2 separate regions of the Dromaius novaehollandiae genome follow, and region 1 is linked to region 2. The links are chromatin contacts, called in public Hi-C maps. All regions are on one chromosome and are shown on one strand. Each heading gives the region's core, a stretch centred on a gene start, on an enhancer-like site or on the middle of the called end of the contact. The rest is flanking DNA. Distances are from core to core; before and after follow the strand shown. Region 1 overlaps LOC135327595 (a long non-coding RNA gene). Region 2 holds the start of ZNF704 (zinc finger protein 704).

The links. Hi-C and Micro-C count contacts between places; a contact is called where the count stands out from the background.
Region 1: a Hi-C map of ovary shows a contact between it and region 2, with 2.2 times the contacts expected there. The contact joins the enhancer-like site here to the promoter of ZNF704 in region 2. A contact is called at or near these places in 3 of 4 Hi-C or Micro-C datasets (brain, liver and ovary).

The regions. Positions count from the first base shown.
Region 1 is chr2:124,829,523-124,834,529 of bDroNov1.hap1, reverse strand. It overlaps LOC135327595 (a long non-coding RNA gene), which reads right to left. Exons shown (of 2, transcript XR_010387932.1): 2 at 3,298-3,851. Among named protein-coding and RNA genes, the nearest start is that of ZBTB10, 80 kb to the left of the region's middle. Within about 2 kb of position 3,024, at least 2 of the 2 cell types and tissues checked have open chromatin away from gene starts, as enhancers often do.
Region 2 is chr2:124,720,909-124,726,313 of bDroNov1.hap1, reverse strand. It overlaps ZNF704 (zinc finger protein 704), which reads right to left and starts at 2,467. Exons shown (of 9, transcript XM_064507365.1): 1 at 2,075-2,467. The coding sequence starts at 2,356. LOC112983522 (a long non-coding RNA gene) reads right to left here. Exons shown (of 2, transcript XR_003259250.2): 2 at 4,742-5,322.

The DNA.
Region 1 (5,007 bases), core at 1,775-4,274, 110 kb before region 2:
CTCGCTGTGACAGTTGTTGTGTTATGCTGTGCTGGTGGGAAAAAGAACAACAGCTATCAATGATATCAGAAGTAAAACATGAGCCTTGGACTTCCACAGACTCAGTAGTCACATGCCCTTGACCACAAATAATGGGAGTGCTACTCTTTGCCTTCTACAGAATGAGGTAGCTCAATACTAGAGCTAAAGTGATACAGTCTCAGCTCTGATCTGCGATGATCTGAGATGAAATTTCTGTTGCTGCAGCACTTCCCAGCTACAGATGTTCCAAAGGCTTTGGAAAGAGTTTAGCTAAATTCTTCCACAGAGTTAAGAATCATTTTACCGTGTTTTAGTGATGTGTTAGATGTAGGATTCTATTGTGTGCTTATGATTTTTAAGATGAAAAAAAAAAAAAAACGTGGGGAGTTTCTCTGGGATGTGCTCTTTGTAATCTCTGAGTTCCCAGCTTGGATCTGGAGGGCCAATTTAACTATTTCTCCAACCTTGCCATTGTGTTGACTTTTGCTAACTCAGTTTTTGGAGACTGTAGCTTCATTGCATACCACAAGAGGTCAGTCCTTGATAACTTTGCCTCTGCAATGAATGGTCTTAATCATAACATTTTCAGATGCAGAGAATCTGCAGTTCCCACCTGTTTCAGAAAGCCTGGTGAGCACTGAGTTGTTTTCAGTAATAGCTGTGTGTGTAATACAAACATATCTGGTGCGTATTTACAACTTTCACTATAAAGGATTGTTTTCTAGTTACTTTTCCTTTTTCCATGTGTTTTCATTTGCAAAACTAACTTTGGGATATGAGCCTCTAAAACAGCATTATATTTATTTTTTCCTTGTAACACTAAGAAAGAAAGCTAAAAAGCCTGCCTAGCTTACAGCCAAAAAGGTCTGGAAAGGAAGGGTCACCATAGTCTTGTAACCAAAAGGGAATGATCACATATTATTGGAAAATATTGAAGTTAAAGCTTGGTGCTAAGTCAGTTCTAGAAACTTGGAATTATCCCATAAGGCTGGTTTAAAAACAAGTTCGGTAGTTTAACCCAATCCTCGGTAATGTTTCCTCCCTTTCTCCTGCTCCATGTTTTGTTTTGTTTTGTTTTGTTTTGTTTTTTACAATCTGGCAAAAAAATTCAATGAAGCCTTGTCTCAGAGCAAGACGTACTATGGTGACTACAAGACAAAGCTAAGACAAAGCTGAGACAAAGCATTATGAGAAATTTGTTTGTCATCTGCCTTGTGTTAAAATGAATGTGTTTGAAATCTCTTCTCTTTTCCTTCCCCAGCAATTACAAAATAAAACCTTCATCTTTTCATGGTGGTATCATCTGGGGACAAGCAGGAAAACACAATTAAGGAATGTGCAAGTTCTTATTCTCTTTCTTTCTCCTCTTTAAAGCTAAATTTAGAACATAAATCTTAGTATAATGTTTATTTTTCATTTTGACAGCCATAAAAAGCAATATAGCTTGGTCTTCAAACCAATACTGTAATTTTTATAACCTAAATATTTTTCTTGGCATCATGAAAAAGAGTGGGTGTAAGGGGGAGAAAAATGTTGGCAGTTAAAGCAAATAAAGTAGAAAATAATGCATTTAATTAAGGGGCACCAAAATAATGTTACTGTTTTCTAAGTAGTATTTTCATTTCTAATAAATTGTTTTGGGAGCAGCAGCTTTCTACCAGAACCTTACAGGAGAAGAAGTAAAATTATATCATAGTGATTCTGTAGCACCTGACTTGGAGAACAGGTCGCAAAAGTACCATTATAAAAGAAAAGAGGATGGCAACATTTTAAGTGCAAAATGCATAGAATCTTTCGACAACAAGATGTACTTTTTTGTGCAACCAAGAGTATTTGAAACCCAAATTTGAAATCAGCAAATTATTTTGGCTAAAAGAAATGAGTGGAGGTTAGAGGAAGTTTTTGGTGCAGGCAGAGGAGTCATTCTGTCTCAAAACTTTCTAAAGCAAGTAGCTGACCATCTAAAATATTTCTAATCCAAATGTACGTAAGACAGTCACTTCTTAAAAGCTTTTTAGAATTACCTCAAAAAGAGACAAAGCCTGTGGGGGAGTGGAGAAGAGGGAGTGTAGCTCTCTGGGCTAAACTGAAATACTTTTTCTTTTAATGTGTTTGCTCTGTACAAAATTAGAAAACGTTATTTGCATAAAGGCAACTGTAATGGTCTATGTGTCTGTCTTTAGGAACATCAATTACAGCAGAGATTATCATCTCTTAAAGTGGCATTTATTTAGCGGGATTTAATCTGAAATACCACTAAAACACCTACTTGCTAATTATATGACTTCAAATCCTTTCCTTTTTATACCTAGAGGAATTGGCTGAAGAAATTTTACTTGCCTAGTCGCAGGTCTCTGAGGCTACAAGTTAGACAGCTTTGGGTGCCTGCCTGGCAGCAGCTGGACTTCGAAGACGAGAGACTCCGCCAGCAGAAGTGACCAAAGACTGCCGCTCACTCCAGCAGTGCCGGCGACCTGCTGGATTCACTGCCTGGTAGAGGAGGAACCATTTGGACAAGAAGCCTGAGCGTTAGTGAGAACGGATGGTGCTGGGCAGCAGCGTAGGGTCTCTCTATTGTTCTGAGCCTGCATTTGAGAACAGGTTAGTTTAGAGACATCCTTTCCTACAGGTGGAAGACTCTGTATGCATGTGTGTGGTGAGGAGGTGCTGCCTAGGCAGAGAAAAGCAACTCATTAAATTTAATAGCCTTGCTATTTATATTGGAGCTGGACTTGCAGAATGTATTAGCCAAAGAAAAGCTACGTATGACCTAACAAAGCTAGAAGGGGAGTTGTGAACTTGGGCAGAAATACTACTAGTTTATAGCTCCCCCCAACCCCAAACTACTCCCTGTTTCAGGAATGTCTCTCTCAGTTTAAAGCAGGAGCTTCAGTAGCTTTACCAATGTCCCGTTCAAATGAAACTTTGCATATGAGGAGTGTTCCCTGCATGCACGTAGGGAGGCTGTGCCTCTACTGCCAGGCAAGAGCAGGACAGGAAACAGGTGTTGACAGCTTAATGCATCAGGAGGAGCAGTTTTACAGCATGAACATTACAGCATGAACACGAGTGAATTCCTTCCCTTTGACCATAATGCAGCTACTTATACATCACACCATAATTTAAGAGGCAGTTTCCCACGTCCAGGTTCATGCTGTAAAACTGCTGTTCATAATGGAGGCCATGCAAAGGTTATCATTCATTTGAGCTGATCCTTGGCAGATGCGCTGGCATTCACGGTTGTTGAAGAATTAAATTTTACGTAAACAAAGAGGAAAAAGTTATACACAAAGGGTTTTATTACACGAATAATTTTACATACTCCTTGGTAGTTAGTCAGTTACAAGTGCATTTAATTAATGTTTTGTGGACATCATAACAGTCAGAGTATTTCAGCTGGACAGCCAGTATCGGGCTGAATTCAAGCCAGTGCAATTCATGACATAACCATAAACAGGAAATTACAGGTCTACAATGAGGTTAGACTAGATAGCAACAGCATACGTATTGTCACATCAAAGCATTACAAAGTATGAAAGCCCAATATTTCAACTATCTCTAAAATGGTATTTGTACAAACTTGTCATAGATACCTAAATGTAAGGTTTCATTACATCAGTAATGCATCATGTCTTTCTCTGTTTTCTGGGAGATACTTCGGTATTCAAAACTATTTGGGGCAACAAGAAGAAATGTAAACATCTGATGGTCCTTTGAAAGTCCATTCTGAGAGAATACATTGTGTGCCATAGGAAAAGTGCATCCTAACTGGTGTGTCTGTTATGGCCAGTCTGACTCAAATTCACATAGCACCAGGTATTTATCCGTTTCTGCAGTAAAAAGTTAGAAAATCTTCGTATTAACTCAGAAAAGAGAAAACAAAGTCAAAAGATTTTTTTCTTCTTCTTCTTTCTTTAGAGGAACAGCAATTAAATTAAAAAGAAAAAAAAACCCACCCAACATTTAAACAGTTACTTCCTATGTACAAAGGAACCGAAAGCTAGCAAAACGCATAGCCGGTGAACAGTCTTTATTATTATTTTTTCCTCCAGGTTCAGGTACCTGAATATATGAATTTATTTACAGGTGGACATATATCTACAGAAGTAATAATCAGAATATTTCTATTTGGCTAAAAGTTGTATAAAAAAAGACAAAACACTTTTTCTCAAATACTTTCCAAATATATATAGATATATTAAAAGTATTCAGTATGTCCATTACTGCCAGAGTTGGAAGCTCTTTCTCATTTTAAAAAGTAAATTTTGTGATAGTAAGTGACAACAAAGGACTGACCACTGCAGTCAATGCTTTGATTTGAGGGACTGCGGCTGGAGCTAAATCAGACCCACAGAACAGGTACAGATTGCAGAGAAATGCAGTAGTGTCTTTCTGTTGCTGTTATAGGCCACGTCCTGGTAATGGAGATTACCAGCTGCAAAGAGCCTCCTGTACCACACCTGAGCATCCCTTCAGCTAGCTCTGTGTAACCTTCCTGGGGGCAGATCCTCTGCAGATGTAAATGGTCATAGCTATGGGCGGTACGGCAATTGGTAACGGCTGATGCTGCCTGTCCTCAGGCATTTTTTCAAGTCAGTGGGTTCTGTGGATCTCATTGTAGGGACCTTGGTAAGAAATCTGTTGTTGGGTTTTTTTTTGTATCAAGCAACATACAGAAAGCATTGCATTTTTTAAAAGGACAGCGTTAAAAAAAATCCCAAAACCTCAGAAGTACTGGATGTATCCTTTATGCAGTCAGAAAACTAGCATAGTCCGGTAGCTCAGTAAATAGGAAAACGTGAATTCCATGCTAATTCTTGAAAAGAATATAAAATTAAGGGCTTTAGCCCATCAGATACAAATACATACTGTAAAAATATTATTAACTGAATATAAACTAGATGAGTGCACATCTCTGGATAGATAAAATACCACTGCCTTTACACTGCTATCGTGCATTTGAATAGGTTGCATATAAGCAAAATC
Region 2 (5,405 bases), core at 1,218-3,717:
TCTGCAGTATATTGGACACTCTTATCAATTAATGCACTTTCTCAACAGCGCATATCAATTCAGCTCACTTTTGTCCACAGACCCGAACTCAGAAGTCCAGGGTCAGGGAGTCAAATGCTCCTGATCCTGTCAGTTCCCCATCTGCCAAGAATCCAGTTCGACTGACGACAGACATATTGCGCAAGGCCTATTATGCTCTCGTAGTTTTGCAGTCAGCTCTCTGCATTCATTTTTATCCACTTCATTCACTTTTAATCTTTTCCTTTAAAACTGTTTAAAAGAATTCTTAGATCAAGCTTTCCTACACTCCTACACTATCATTCCCTAAAGAAATAAACACAAAGCAAAGATACTTTAATTTCTTTAAAATCTTAAATTATAACATTTTCCATTCTTTACGGTACTTAGAAGTGTAAATACTGGAACCAAAAATTGAGCATGTCATGACAGTCAGAAATATTCTTCCAAAGACAGTAAATACCAGCATCTATTTATTGAACTACAGTGCACAGAAGATTTGAGAGTCTATTCTGTATACTAAAAGTAGCCTAATGCACATTACTCCAGTGATCTCATCTATGAGGCAGATTTACTTTCCAGGGAAGTAAGTACATGTTCTTACGTGTACATATGCTCTTAAGCGCAAGAGAGAAACCCCAACTACCTTAACTTTTATTAAGAGATCTACTATTCAGAAGTGCGATGAGTGCTGACAGAAAGAACAGTATATTCAGATAACCCATATTACATGCAGATTATAGCTACGTAATCTGACTGGTATTTCAGATTACCGTTCTCCATTTGAGAATTCTGCATTACTTTCTTTTCCTATTAAATACAAACGGTAACTTTTGCTTTTCTTGTGGATACACAGAAGACTCCAGTGTCAACATGGCATTGCAACAAAGCTACCTCTATCTCCTGTTAATTAAGTATTATTACATATACTATTAAAAAAAAATCAAAATGGATATCCTTTGCACTTTCACACACATCTATTATCCATAAGCACTGCATATCTAGCACATGAATCCTCTGTAGACCTGTGCATAGACTGAACTCCACCACCCTGGGTTATCCCAAGGGAATAATAACTACAGAAAATCCCTCATGATAAAATACTTAAGCCTAAATTTGCAGGATCTCTGCCTGCGAGCATTCAGCACCTAATTCAGAGTAACCAAATAATCTGGTTAGAATTAGGCCTCTGCACAGTATTCCAACACTTAGAAACTTTTCATAAATGTGGTTACAAAGCAAAAATATCACTTAAGCCACTTATTTAAGTATCCTTACTGTGGTTGCCTTCTAACTGTAGGATTCCCCCAGCACCCCTCCTGGCACTGTGTACCAGGTAACACACATGCACACACACACAGGTCCAACTCTACTCCTGAAAAAAACCTTCGAGAACAGCCAAGTTGGCACCTTGCGCCATCGCCACCATCCTAACAAGCCTTGCACCATGCACTTTAACCAACAATTTATTTAGTCTCGATACTCAAACTCCTTCACGTATCAGCAACTCCCTACACATATATATTAACCACAGCACGGACCATTTCGACTCTCCCCCTGCCGCCTCTCAGTTTTTGCCAAAACGTTAATTTTTTTCAGGGTTAAAAAAAAAAAGAGAGAGAGGCAGAGAGAGGCAGAGAGAGGCAGAGAGAGGCAGAGAGAGGCAGAGAGAGGCAGAGAGAGGCAGAGAGAGGCAGAGAGAGGCAGAGAGAGGCAGAGAGAGGCAGGCTGCCCCAGCGCCCCGGGGGTCAGCCCACCCCTCGCAACTACCGCGCCGCCGACGCGGAGCAGCGCGCTTCCCCCACTCGCCGCCGGCCACAGCCGCTTTGTCCGGCACTTGTTGAGCGCGGGGCGGCCGCGCCCCCCCCCCCCCCCCCCCGGCACCCGCACGCGCGCGGGCGGGGCGGGGCGGCCGCTCCAACCGCCTCCCCGGTCCGGCGCGGAGCACCGGCCTGCCCCGCCCCGCCCCGCGCCCCCGCCGCCGGGCAGCCGGCACCCGCCGCCCCCGGGCCGGGCCCGGCTCCCGCCTCCCGCCTCCCGCCGTGCCGGGACGCACCTTCAGGCTTCCCCTGACGGGGCCTTTGCCGTGGCCGCTCGGCGGCGGGGGGGGGCTCGCGACGCCGCCTTCCTCCTCCTCCTCTTCCTCCTCCACCTCCACCACCACGTCCTCGTCCTCGTCCTCCTCCTCCAGCGCCGCGGCGGAGCCCTCCCGCCGGGGCGGCCTCCAGGCGCTCTCGGGCTTGGGCGGCCGGCCCCCCTCCGCCTGCGCGGCCGCCGGCCCCGCGCTCAGCCGCCGGCTGCCCATGCTGGAGCGCTTGGCCAGGCGCCGCGCCTGCATGGTGCCTCCGCCCGGCGCGGCGCGGCCCCTCCCGCCGCGCTCAGCGCAACCTGCGGGCAGCGGCCCCGCCGCGGGCGCGCCGAGGCAGCGCCGAGCCGAAGGGGCGGCGGCGGCGCTCACCGGCGGGCGGCGGTGGGTGTGTGCGGCGGGCGCGCCGCGGCCATGGGGGCCCGCGGGCGCGGCCAGGCGAGCCCGCTGCCGGCGCGGCCGCCCCGCCGCTCGCCCACCTGCTCCGGCCGCCCTGCTCCGCCGGCCTGCGCGGCGCTGCGCGGCTGTCGGGGCGCGGAGCGAGCCGGCTGCGCTCCCGCTCGCCCTGCCCCGCAGCCCGATGGTCCCCGGCACCAAAACCCGGACTGGATTCCCGCCGTCCGCGGCTCCGCCAGTCACTGCGCGGGACGCCGGAGGCCGCGCTCCCTCCGCCGAGCTGCGCCCGCGCGCCGCGCCGGTCCGGCGAGGCCCGGATAAGCTGGGGCTCACGGGGCGCCAGCCCCCCCCCCCGCCGCCGCCCCGGCCCCGGCCGGCTCTGCCCCTGCCGCGCACAGCCGCGCCGAGGGACCGCGGGCGCTTGTCCCCTTGCAGAGGGGGTGCCCCGCTCTCGGCCCGGGGGACCCGGCGCCGCGGCCCGAGGGAGCAGCCGGCGTCGCGCCGGGCCGGGCCTGGCGAGGTGGCGGGCCTGGGGAGCCCCCAAGCTGCCCGCAGGGCAAAAGGTTCCTGCCCCCTCCCCGCCCCGTATCTGAAACGGAAAAAATGGGACTTTCGGAAAAACAGCTGAGAACAGACCGTTGTTTTTTAGATGACAAGCTGAACCCGAGCTCTCTACAGTTTGCTGAAAACAAAATGAACCAGGATGGTTATGGGGAAGAAAAATCTGATGCTTAAATTGTAGTACTTCTGCACTTTTAGTGCTTCTGCACTTTAAGATTTCAAATACCTTTCTAAATTTTTTAAATTAAATTACTTTGTTTAAAAACTTAGAGTTTTAAGTTGTTGCAGTAACACATATGTTTCTGCATGGCTTCTATACTATTTGCTGCAGCCTCCTGAGATTAGATTACAATTCTCAGGGATGTCACATGCTTTTCCTAACCTTTTTCTCTAGAAATATTTTAAATCTTCATTTACATTTTATTCCTGACTCTTTTATATATATATACACACCCTTCTTTTTCTGTTTACAAGTCAATTATAGTAATTCCATTTTCAGTGTTTAATATCTTTCTCCACATGCACTCTGCTTTAGACACGTGTTAACAGGCCAAATGTACACATAATATGTCAGCATGGAGCCAAACTTCACTTCTAATACTAGGTTAATTTGTCACTGCCAAGCCTAATGATTTCTATTCATTTTGAAATATCACATGCAGTGCTTTCTATGCAGTAAATTATAGATAACATAGTACCCATTCTTACAGAAATAATGAAGTTATTTTTGATAATGAATTTACTTTTCATGGGTAACTATGGAAGTTGTTTCAATTTTCTTCATAATTTCTGTTTTTTGAAAAAACCCTGCGCCACAAACCAGTTGTTTTCCTTCATTCTTTCAGAGTTTCCAGAGACTTTATATTTCTGGAAAAGATCCATGACAAAATCACTGACAGATTCTAGTGTAACAGATTTTCCAGTATTATTTCCCCACACATCCAGAAGTGATATTTCCAGACGTTTCACTGTGGTTTTTATCAGTTACAGTGAACGTTGGTTCAGGCCATTTTATACCGAAGCTTAGCAAAACTCTAGCCAAAGCTTATGGTATGCCTGCAGGTGCGTTGGTAAGAATCTGTCCACTTGAAATTTTGCAAGTTTGAAAACAGCTGTCCTAGGAGAGAGATTCAGTCTTCTCTTTTTTTCTGCCAGATATTTAGCTTTGTAAGACCTGGTTAGTGGATCAATTGTGATTTTTTTAAGCTGAAGCTGCACAAAGGATGAATTTGTGAAAAATCTGGCAATGGATAAATTCTTTTTAGTTTTATTTCTATGCTGAATTCAAAATTAATCATGAAGACAAAAGTTATGCTTAAGGTTTGCCTTAAACATGAATTCCACCATGAATTTAAATGGTATTCTTGGTTCCTTCACACTTATACCTCAAAGCTATAGATACCTAGAAATGCAATTACTCAAATACCTCATATTATTCAAAGTATTTCAAATACATATTATTTGAATACCACTTCAAACTAACTGTGATCTTCTGTGGTGGCCTAAATTCACAGTATTCTAAATTATAATGATATTGAAGGTCACATTCCTACCTGACTTGTACTAGGATAAATCTAGAGATGCTGCACAGAGTTCTTCAAGTATCTGTTTTAATGTAGCACAAACAATCAAAATTATAAGTGATAGATACAATGGATGCATTATCACTAAATTGGATTATATGTGCTAGCATGAAGAGCACAAAGAATAAAACTGGGACCACACGATCGCCTGCAGAAAATAAAAAAGTATGCTTGGGCCTGAACAAACCAGAACATGCTTGTTAGCTTTAATGAAACCTCAGAATTCACCGTTTTGAACTTTGTGTTCAGATTGTTCGTCAGGTTATTTCCCGCACTCGCTGTCAGATAGAGATGACTTGACACCTCCTGGTCTAATGTTTCAGTGGATGAAAGTAAAAGCAGATATTGTGAACCAATGATCAGGCTTTTACTTGTCAGTTTAACAATAATTGTTTCAAAAATTACTAACTGGGTGATGAAGTATTTCTCTGGTTTGGGAGCATGTGGCAGGAGGGGGAGGAAAGAGGCCCAGGAAGGTTCCTCCAGAGATGAGGAAGCATCCCAGGCTGCCGGCCTGCAGGAGGGGGCCTTGGTCCATCTGCAGAGGTTGCTTCATGTCCTGGGTGCTGCCTGCTGTCCCCAGGGACTGCAGCAGGTCTCGGCTCTCAAAGCCCTGCAGATCAAGAGGCTGCTCTGGAACAGCTGTGCAGGGTGAAGGAGGAAGGGTGTAACCAAATCCTGGTGGAAAGGAGACACGGAAGAATAGCTTTGGGGTCAGGAAGGAAAAGGAAGAATAGTCCAAAGTTCACTGGGGAGGTGGG